Regions from separate parts of the Hordeum vulgare genome. Here region 1 is linked to region 2. Evidence: chromatin contacts called from public Hi-C data. All regions are on one chromosome and are shown on one strand. The core of a region is the stretch at or near the end of the contact, and the rest is flanking DNA. Distances in the headings are between cores, read along the strand shown. Region 1 holds the start of LOC123395300 (DNA-binding protein SMUBP-2-like). Region 2 holds the start of LOC123396021 (tRNA-specific adenosine deaminase TAD3-like).

Region 1 (5,212 bases), core at 239-2,738, 430 kb after region 2:
CGCTCAACCCATCAGGGGCTGGTGCGCACCCTTCTCATACCATGTGGCTCCTCCGGGGCAGGTGGGCCCCTTCCGGCGGACCTCAGAACCCTTCTGACACTCCTAGTACTCTGCCGGTGATGCCCTAAATCTCTCTGGTCACCAAAATGGAACTTTCCATATATCATTCTTTACCTCCAGACCATTCCAAATCTCCTCGTCATGTCCCGGATCTCATCCAAGACTCCGAACAACATTCGGTTACCAACATATATAACTCAATAATACTATATCGTCATCGAACGTTAAGCATGTGGACCCTACGGGTTCAAGAACTTTGCAGACATGTCCGAGACACCTCTACGGCCAAGAACTAATAGCGGGACCTGGATGTCCATATTGGTTCCTACATATTCCACGAAGATCTTTATCGGTCGAACTACGATGCCAAGGATTCGGTCAATCCCATATGCAATTCCCTTTGCTATCGGTATGTTACTTGCCCGAGATTCGATCGTCGGTATCTCCATGCGTAGTTCAATCTCGTTATCAGCAAGTCTCTTTACTTGTTCCATAATACAAGATCACGTGACTAACTCCTTAGTAACATTGCTTGCAAGCTTCTTGTGATGTTGTATTAACGAGAGGGCCCAAAGATACATCTCCGTCATACGGAGTGACAAATCCCAGTCTCGATCCATGCCAATCCAATAGACACCCTCGAAGATACCTGTAGAGCATCCTTATGACCACCCAGTTACGAAGTGACGTTTGATACACACAAGACATTCTTCCGGTGTCACGGAGATGCATGATCTCATGATCTTAGGAATAGATACTTGACATGCATAAAGGAGTAGCAATAAACTTAATGATACGATCAAATGTTATGCTTACGGTTGGGTCTTGTTCATCACATCATTCTCTCAATGTTGTGATTCCATTATCAAATAACGACTCATGTCTATGGTTAGAAAACCTTAACCATCTTTGATCAACGAGCTAGTCTAGTAGAGGTTCACTAGGGATACGGTGTTGTCTATGTATCCACACATGTATCTCAGTTTGCAATCAATACAATTATATCATGGATAATACATGATTATCATGAACAAGGAAATATGACAATAACCTCTTCATTATTGCCTCTAGGGCATGTTTCCAACAGAACCTAGCTCGTTTGTGGCCGACCAGATCCAGGAGCTAGCTAGCTAGCTAGCTTGCTAGCTAGTCCGTGGCCGGATCCATCCATAGCTGGCCAAACGGGCCGGCCTAAACAGGCCAGCCCACGAGCATGCCGGCACGACACGACCTAAACGAGCCGCGCTAGACAAGTAGCCCGCCTCAGGCCGTGCCTGAGCCTGAAGGCTGGGCACGCCACCAACACGACACGACCCGTTTAAATTTTTAATATATATATATAGCTCAACAGATCAAAATCAACCTAAAAACAGTTCAAAATCGATCCAAAAATCGAAGTGAACATATCAACGGACCGGTCCGTATAACTCCTGTACCATGCAAATACGTGAAAGCTGCGTACGTGGACCGACACAAACCATCCGACTAATATTCATGCCTTGACGGACGTGTCATAAAGTGTCGGGCCGGTCCGTATGGCCCACATCTCCACCACTGAAGCACCCCGCGTCGTCAAGTTCCACCCTGTCGGAACAAGGCATCATCTCCTCTATCTCGCCGGTGCCGGCGACACGACGACCGCCTGACTACATCCGTGCCCCGCCGACATTTTGGCGTCTCCACCGCCGCCGTATCCCACGTCAGCACAAGGCGTGACCTCCACGCGCACCACCTGCTCGACCGCCGCGCCGTCACGGCTCATTGCGGCCAACACCTCTACTACTTCCGGGCCCTCAAGGGGGATCCATGCACCTCTCCCGCAAGTGGCACGCATCCGCGGCGACCTTGATGTTGTGCGCCTGCGATGAACGGACGCACCCGTGCTTTCTCCGACCTCGCGCTCCACCTGCTCGACGAAATGCCTACTCCGTGAAACCACTCCGCAGGCTCTGCCGTGCCAGACCTTTCGAGGCCGGAGCTTCGTTGCCCACAACCGCCGCACTGCTCAGGCAAGCTGGGGTGGACTAGGTAGACACTGGACTGTCTTCCTGACCTTGCCATGGTTTGGCTTGGCTTGGTAATTCCTAGAAAGCTGAAGTGGTATTAGCTAGCTTACCTGGAGCTGATGACTGCACGCCAACTTGGGATTTCCAAACTTGCCATCTGGTGCTCTTGTCAAACGGACTGGTCCAGGCTGTCTGGTTTGAAGAGTGGATGAGAAAAAGGGAACCACTAAAGAGAGGGACAAGTAGAGAGGGTCAGAGCCACACAAGCAAAATTATGCAATCTGCCCAGTGGTGCCTACAGGATGGAAAAGAATCAGACGTGTTAAATATCAGCAGATATATATGTGTTGTGCCAGAAGGCAACGTAGCATCATCATCTCCACAAGTACACAGGCCAAGCTAAGGCACCAAATTTACAGAAAATCAGTCAAGTCTTGGCTTTACTTTTACATATACCTCTGTTTGCTAATATTTTCATGCAAATATCAGAGTCCTGTCCTGGTTCTTTGCATGGGGATGGGTCAGCAAGCTGCAGAGCCAGCTAAGAAGAAACTTGACATGGAAATCAAGCTGCCCCTGTCTGGTATTGAGATTTTTCAGACTTTGCTTGATGCCATGGTGAGAAGGCGGTAGCAGGAACTTGTTACCTGCTCGGATCCAGAAAGACAAGTTTGTATCTGAAAAAAAAATGGAATGCTAAGTGATTGCTGAATTCAGCAGGTATAGAAGGATATATGTGGTATCCTAACATGTGGTGCTAGTTTTTCCAATTGAGTACAGTGGATAATTGAAAAAAGAAAAGAAGGGAAGTTGGTGGATCAGAACTGAACTTTTAGGAGCTTCAAAGGCCATGGGAGTAATATGTCCATTTGAGGAGTAGCTGGAAACAAAGTGTACATCGGAGATGTGCAACCTAGCAGGGTGAATAGACACGGAAGTGGTTTAAATCTGGAGTAATAGTCGGATATATGTATGGCTTCAAGCCTTGAAGGTCACGTAGCACTGCCTTCACCACAACTCGCAGGTCTCTACCATGGCCATGAAGCATGCTAAATATCAGTGAGCAATCCTCAGTCCTGACCTCGCATGTCTATGTAGCTTGTTAATATCTGCATAATCAGTTCTTCTTCTGGCAGTGATTTCGTTTCTTCTTTCATGTTGCCTCCATTGCTAGTTTTCCTGGGCTGAGCATGTCTCTTCATATTCTGTCTTTTAGGTTCTTATTTTCTTCTTCTGCTACTGTGCTACACCCAAGCAGGAGAGAACTGAAGATACTTTCATCGCCATCTTTCCTGTCCAGCACTAGTTCTGCTCCCATCTCTTTTTTACAGCAAGGTCATCTCCGATTGGTCCCATCTGCAGGCCCTACAGAACAAGTACTATTGCCACCTGATTCTCATTCGACAACTCCTAATGGCACCAGCAGTGATGGAAACAGAAACAAGGGAAGGAGAAGCAGGAGAAAGAGGAAGGAGACAGCAAAAGAAGAAAAGGAATGTGTACCATCTGCAGAAGAAGTGTCCATCAGAATAGCTGAGGCCTATGAAAGTGGTGACCCCCTTGGGCGAAAGGAGCTGGGCCGGTGTGTGATGCAATGGCTAAAGCTGGGCATGTGCTCAATGGCCTCCACATTTGCTTCCACGGAAGTGCAGAATGATGGAGCAGCATTCTCATTGGATGGGGGGTCATCTGAAGGCAGCCTGGAGTTTATGATTCTGGCACAGCCTTACCTCTCTGCCACTCCCATGCCCAAGGGACATGAAGCTCTCTGCCTCAAAGCCTCCACCCACTACCCCACCCTCTTTGACCACTTCCAACGTGAACTCCGAGAGGTCTTGTTGAAACACCAGAACCAGGGCCGTATTTCTGATTGGCGCTCCACGGAATCCTGGATGCTTCTGAAAAAATTAGCTAAGTCTGCCCAGCATCGGCAAGGTGCCCGCAAACCTAAAGTTCCTGCGATGCACAATCTCCTTGGCATAAGCCTCGACAAGACAAGGCTGATGCAGACCAAAATCGAAGACTTTGTCAAGAAAATGTCAGACCTTCTAAACATCGAGCGAGATGCAGAGCTGGAATTCACCCAGGAAGAGTTGAATGCCATCCCAACAACGGATGGTGCAGCAAAGCAGCCACTCAAGCCAGTCGAGTATTTGGTGAGTCATGGTCAGGCGGAACAAGAGCAGTGTGACACCGTTTGCAACTTGAATGTTATCAGTACCTCAACTGGTTAGTGTGCTTACTTCTTTTGTATGTTAGTTGGGTTAGTAAATGCAATTATACATCGTTAGGGGTATGATGTTTGTCACAACGTGTGTTCCTCTAATTGGTTAAGAATGTAGTAAGATATGCTTCTGAAGGTCCTTGTGTATTTAAGCAGGCATGTATACATAAATAATGTATATTCTTTTAGCTAAAAGTTCCTGATACTTGAAGTTGCTACATGATGTAAACAGTGAACAATTGATAAGACATGCTCATGGAGCTAAATATCTTATTGCGTGCAGGCTTGGGAGGCCTACGTTTGGTTCTGTTTAGAGTGGAAGGCACCCATAAACTGCCTCCATCAACACTGTCCCCTGGGGACATGGTTTGTGTGAGGACATGCAATAACCAGGGCGAGGTTGGCACTTCTTGTGTGCAAGGCTTTATACATAATCTTGGTGAGGATGGCTGCAGTATTACTGTTTCTTTGAAATCCCGGCCTGGTGATCCTACCTTCTCCAAGTTTTCTGGGAAAAGTGTGCGGATCGACAGGATACAAGCATTGGCTGATGGACTTACATACGAGGTGATGCAGTTTTGCTCATGCACCGGATATTATTCTGTTTTGAAGATAGTTTACCTTTCCTCGTGTTGGTGGCGCATCATACGCATGTAATTTCTTAACGCAGCTCCGAGTCACTTATATTTTGATGATATCCATTGAAGACATGTTCGGAAGTTTGCCATGTCCGTGCCTTTCCAGAGAAGTATCAATCTGAGTATCAACCTATTGTCTACTTAGCAGTAAACTGGCACACAGCACACCACCTTTGATAATTTATTATTAGCACAAGATTGCCCTTTTGAAATAAAATTTCATGATATTGAACATAATATGGAGCATAAAAATTCATAACTGGAAATGAATCCTTATTGGTATA
Region 2 (5,275 bases), core at 384-2,883:
GAGATCTAAATACAAACATCGGTTCAGTTCCAGGTACATCATACTCAAGTTAAAGCAACCCTCAAACCTCCATATGATCTTTTCACCTATTTGTTCAAAAAACAAGGAATAGTTTGCGCAACTATCCACATCAAACCATGTTAACTGTAGTTTGACATTCCTAACAGTACTAAAATGTACCATTTGAGTAAAAACAACTTAGAGAAGAAGTCATTATTACCTGATGAGAGTATTTGTTACCTTGGGCACAATGTTCGCTGCCACCACATCAACTATTAAGCAAAAAAGACGGGAAAAATCAATGAAACTACAATAAAAACAAAATCGACAAGAGCAATTAAAGGAGATTAGGAGATACCCGTGGAGTGTTGGAGGGGAGTTGGATTGCCAGGGACCTCGGTAAGCTCCCACACCATGGTGACCAATTCAAAGCTAAGGTTGAGAAACAAACAACTCACGTTTTCAGAAGGCAAAAAAAATGATTAAGCTTATTTTATAAGTTGTAGCAACAGAAGAAAGTGGAAAAGAAACGGGTTAAAAAAAACTACTAGCTCTGGGGGTGGCAGAGGTCAATAGGGAGGTGGTGGCAGCGGTTCCTAGGGTGGCAGAGGCAGAACTGGCGATGGCGCCATAACCGGAGACGAAGAAAACGGCGGACTGCCTGTTCCAACAGTGTTGGGGGCCGTCAGAATCACCTGGGGAGGTCCCATGCTGCCAACCATGAACCAGCAATCAACATATCCAAGAAAAATCCAAATGCCACTGCATACCAGGAAGGAAAGCTGATTGTTTCTATCTAATGGGGCATTCACTAGACTAGTGGGCAGCTCGCAATTTAACAATGCCCTGCATTCATGCTCTGTTTGGATACAGGGAATGGAATTGGAGTTCGGAATCATAGGGTAATTTCTAATACGCCCTGAAATGGAAATGAGCTATGACTCAAATTTTGTTGTTTGGTTGCTGTTGGAGTTGCATCGTGAAATCTAGTCAACCTGTGAGTTCCAATTCCTGTTGGGTCTTTTTGATTCGTTGTTTTCGACAATGTGGCCACAACTGAGAGAATATTATTATGTAGCGTTGTTGTACTTAAACCGTGACAATTTTTTAGTTTAACGAAATTTGATCTTTGGATGCCCATTACCTCAGCCTTGATCTGATCTGCTCCCAAAACCCTGCCTACGGCTCCAAGCTGACCTGCAAGATGGAAGACAGGATCAGATTCTGTGCAGCCCATAAGGAAACTCGGGGTTTGAGAGATTGCTCGATTTGTACGTTTTCGTGAGAGAACAAGCTGGCTGTGGAGAAGGCGTACTACAGCAGAGGGGGAGGGGAGGGGAGGCGGCATGGTGGACAGAGAGGTGATATGGGAAGTGGAGAAGAGGCGCCATGGGAGGGGAGAGAGGGGCAGCGGGAGAGGGGAATAAAGGAGCTGCTGCTCAAGGGAGCACTTTACTGACTATCGTGGCTGGCCAGACCAGGATGCAGCCGTGCAGGACTAGCCGCCGGAGGGCAGCTTGGAGGTGCCGGGTTGGCGCAACGCAGGCCGACGTTCGTTGGTCTAGTCGCCGGCGGCTTAGGGTGCGGGCGCCGGCGTTTGCGGAGGCGGCGCAAAGGGTGAGGGCGTGCAGCTGCTATTCGTTGCTGGCTTGGACTTGGGCTAAGGCCTGAGCAGTATGCGCGGACAGGCTGAACTGCTACCGAGCCCAGGCACGGGAGCTCCTACCTGCCGCTCTTTGCGGCAGGGAGTCATGCGCCCCACAGGGGGGCCGCCCCGACTGGGCCGGCACAGCTTTGTTTCCTTTCTTTTCTACGGAGTATTACTTTTTCCCTTTTCTGCTTATTTCCTTTTTTCTTTCCTTTTTCCTTTTACTTTTGTATTTGAAGAAAAAACATTTTTAGAACTTGAAGAAAATTTTATAACAATCCAGAACATTTTTTGAACTTATGAACATAGTTTGAAAAATGATAAAATTTTAAATTTGGAACATCTTTTAAAAGCAAGAACATTTTTCGAAATTTAAGAACAATTTTCGACATTTAAGAACAATTTTCGAACACAAACTTAGTTAATATATTGAACGAAATTTTGATATTTTGAACATTTCTTGAAAATACCGAACAAATTTTGAAAATAGCAAACATTTTTTCTAAATAACGTTTCTTCAAAATACCGATCATTTTTTGGAAAATCCTAAACATTTTTTGAAGTTATGAATATTTCCAAAAAAAGGCAACTATTTGAAATTTAGAACATTTTTTATAAAAATAAAACACATTTCTCGTATTTGAAGAACATTTTTTGAAAATGTCAAACGTTTTTTGAGAATGCAGAACATTTTTTGAAAATCTAGAACATATTTTAAAAAATAAAAATCATTTTTCGAATTTTAAGAACAATTTTTGAAAATCCTGAACATTTTTCTAAAACCTAGAACATTTTTACTAAATCCAATTTTTTTTGAAAATCCAGAGCATTTTTATAAAAAGCAAAAAATAATCGAACTTGAAAGCACTTTTTGAAAATTCAAAACGTTCCCAAAATTAGGGCGCTGTAACAGTTAAACGGGTCGGCCCACTCTTGAAACGATCGCTCGGGATCCTTTGCGAAGCCCCAACACCACTTCGCAATGAGCGACGAATAGGAAATTCCCCCACGCATGAGCTCCAAGTGTACGTGGGCATATCCCGGGTCGTGCCGGGCTAAAAAAGCTCGCTTCTAAAAAACCAGGTCTGGGCTCGGCCGAGATCGATTGTCGGGCCTAGTAAATCGGGTTTGAACTCGGCTCGAGCCCGAAAAAGCGTGACATGGCCCGACCGCCCTGCCCGACTACGACTAAAATTCAGTTTTCGTCAAGCCCAAATCATGCCTCGCCCGCTTGTCGGGCCTAATTTCTGGGCTTGAGCCGTGCCTGATGAGACGATTAGGCCCGGACCGGCCTAGGATTTTCGGGCCGGGTCAAATCGGGCCATCCGGGTCGGGCTGTCCATGGCCAGGTATAGCTCCAACCAACGGGAGCAAATGTTTCCAAAGCCTAGGGCCCGTTTTGCCCTAAATTATGCTTTAAAAAACAGATTGAACTTCTGTAGTAAGCTGACCACACGAGGAAGGTATCCTTTTAAGCTCGAGCTCATTTGAGCCTAGATGAACAGTAAATTCGAAATAAATTTTAAAAATGTTCAAAAAAATCTGATTTTTTTGTGGTATACTTTCACAAATGTTTTAAGTGTTTGTAATTTTTTATCATGAGATCAAATTTGTGGAAGGCGTGGCAAAAAAATAAATAAGTGTTTCAAAATGCTTTTAAAGGTAGCATTTTCACAACATCGTTTTCGTTTTTTTGTCACGCCTTGCTGGAATGTTATCACGCTGAAAAATTGTAAGCGCATAGAAAATTTATCAAAATTCATCACAAAAAATAGTTTATTTATTTATTTTTCATTTTTTTTATAGTTGATCGGGTTCATTTGAGCTCGAGCTCAAATACTCCACATCCACTAGAGGGCAACTTATTTTCGCACCCAACCATAAGCCTCAAAAGAATTGACCCTAGGTTTTCTCTACCCTAGACGACGTGGGTTCTCTTACTCCGACAACGTTCTCGTTGAGTTTGCCATTTTGTTGTGCCAATATCTCGCATACCCGATTCCGACACCCGATCCCTTTTTGTAGTCATGCGCACTTGGGCTGACCAAGGGGTCGACTTTGCCCTTTCATCCGGCCTCGGCTGCACTTCGACCTTCTAGGGTTTTGGCGATCGGGATCCAATGACGGCGTCATCTTCAAGATGAGGCTACTCAACGGAGGACAAAATGAAGAGCAAGGGTGATTGATCTCGAGAGGAGCATGAAGCTCAAAGAGGCAGAATAGGATGGTGTGTTCATCGAGGAAGATGAGATCAACAAGTGACTAGGTGGCTGGTGGTGGCCAAGGTTAACACAAGGTAGTCTTTGAGTGCTCATGTTTTTAAGGATACGATGAAGTTTTCTAGGCGGCAGGCTTACAGTCCGGAGATCCGTGAGGTGGATGATAATATGTTTGTGATCCTACTTTTTTTCCTAGGATACTGAATAATAGGGTGATGCACCAAGGAACATGGATCTTCAGAGGGCTCATGGTGGTGATTGAGGAGTATGATGGGAAGGGTAAACCAGCCGATATCAATCTAGACACGGTGTATGTCTCGGCCCAAATCCATGACATCCTCGACATGTACCGGAACCCACCATAGTTAAGCATTCGGCTAGAAGGATAGACCATGTGAAGAGCGTATGTAGATATGAATCCTACGAGGGTAATTATGTCCCGATGAGAGCTAAAATTAACATGTTTGAGCCGCTGGTTAGATATGCACCCCTAAACATGAACGACAAGAAAAGGATCATGCATGTGATGAAGTATGAGACCATTGGCTTCTTCTATGAAGGTATGTGGAATCATGGGGAATATCCTCGGGGAACGCAATGACGACATCCACAGTCAGAATCAGATTAAGTATGGTGAATGTATGAAAGCTACAAAGAGGAGTCTCCTAGTCTCTCAAAGATTCGGATGCGATGTCCTACACCACGACGCGAGAACTACCGTGGTACCGAAGGTGGGGGCGATGTGTAGGACTTACAAGAGACGAGAACAAGCCCAAAACATGCTCCTCGGATGATGTGCGATTAGATGACCAGGATGAAGATATGGATGACACATCAGAGAGTCCAATGAAAATGAATTGCGGAAGAGGGCGAGCAAAAGGACATTTCGACGATACTGAAGAGAAACTTGACTTGTCAAGCAACCTAGATGCAAAGGTGATAGAGAACCTAAAAGTGTGTTATATCGACTAGAGGGGGATTAATAGGCGCTTTTGATGAATTTGTCACTCAGGAAATTCCTTGTGAGGAAATTCCTCAGTCATGAATGGCGAGCAATGGATTAAGTACTCGGGCAAGAGTGCAAAATAGCAATAACATACTCTTAAGAGTGAAACGGAAAATTTGGTTTGCACAAGTAGCGTGTTCAGGATATGTAGGTGAAGAACAAGTGAAGTGGAGAATTTCGGGTGAGGAAATTGTGGAAGTCTTTAGTCAAATTCTTCAAATAGTAACGATTAATTTCATCAACATACAACTAAGGAAATGAAAGTGTTAAGGAAACAGAACTAGGTACTCGGTGAAGACACTAGTTTAATGACCCAGTTCCAACTGCTATGACGGTCTTATGTCTCGTTTGGAGCGGCTTGGTATTTAAACCAAAGGACGCACAGTCCGAGGACACACAGTC

Evidence for each region. A called contact is a pair of places that touch in the nucleus more often than the background predicts.
Region 1: a Hi-C map of seedling shows a contact between it and region 2, with 4 times the contacts expected there. The contact joins the promoter of LOC123395300 here to the promoter of LOC123396021 in region 2. A contact is called at or near these places in 3 of 6 Hi-C or Micro-C datasets (leaf and seedling) and 1 of 1 datasets of contacts at active chromatin or transcription factors (embryo).

The regions. Positions count from the first base shown.
Region 1 is chr5H:354,872,090-354,877,301 of MorexV3_pseudomolecules_assembly, forward strand. It overlaps LOC123395300 (DNA-binding protein SMUBP-2-like), which reads left to right and starts at 1,489. Exons shown (of 7, transcript XM_045090283.1): 1 at 1,489-3,125; 2 at 3,429-4,295; 3 at 4,574-4,857. The coding sequence starts at 3,113.
Region 2 is chr5H:354,444,089-354,449,363 of MorexV3_pseudomolecules_assembly, forward strand. It overlaps LOC123396021 (tRNA-specific adenosine deaminase TAD3-like), which reads right to left and starts at 1,634. Exons shown (of 11, transcript XM_045091051.1): 1 at 1,461-1,634; 2 at 1,145-1,197; 3 at 359-432; 4 at 221-272. The coding sequence starts at 416.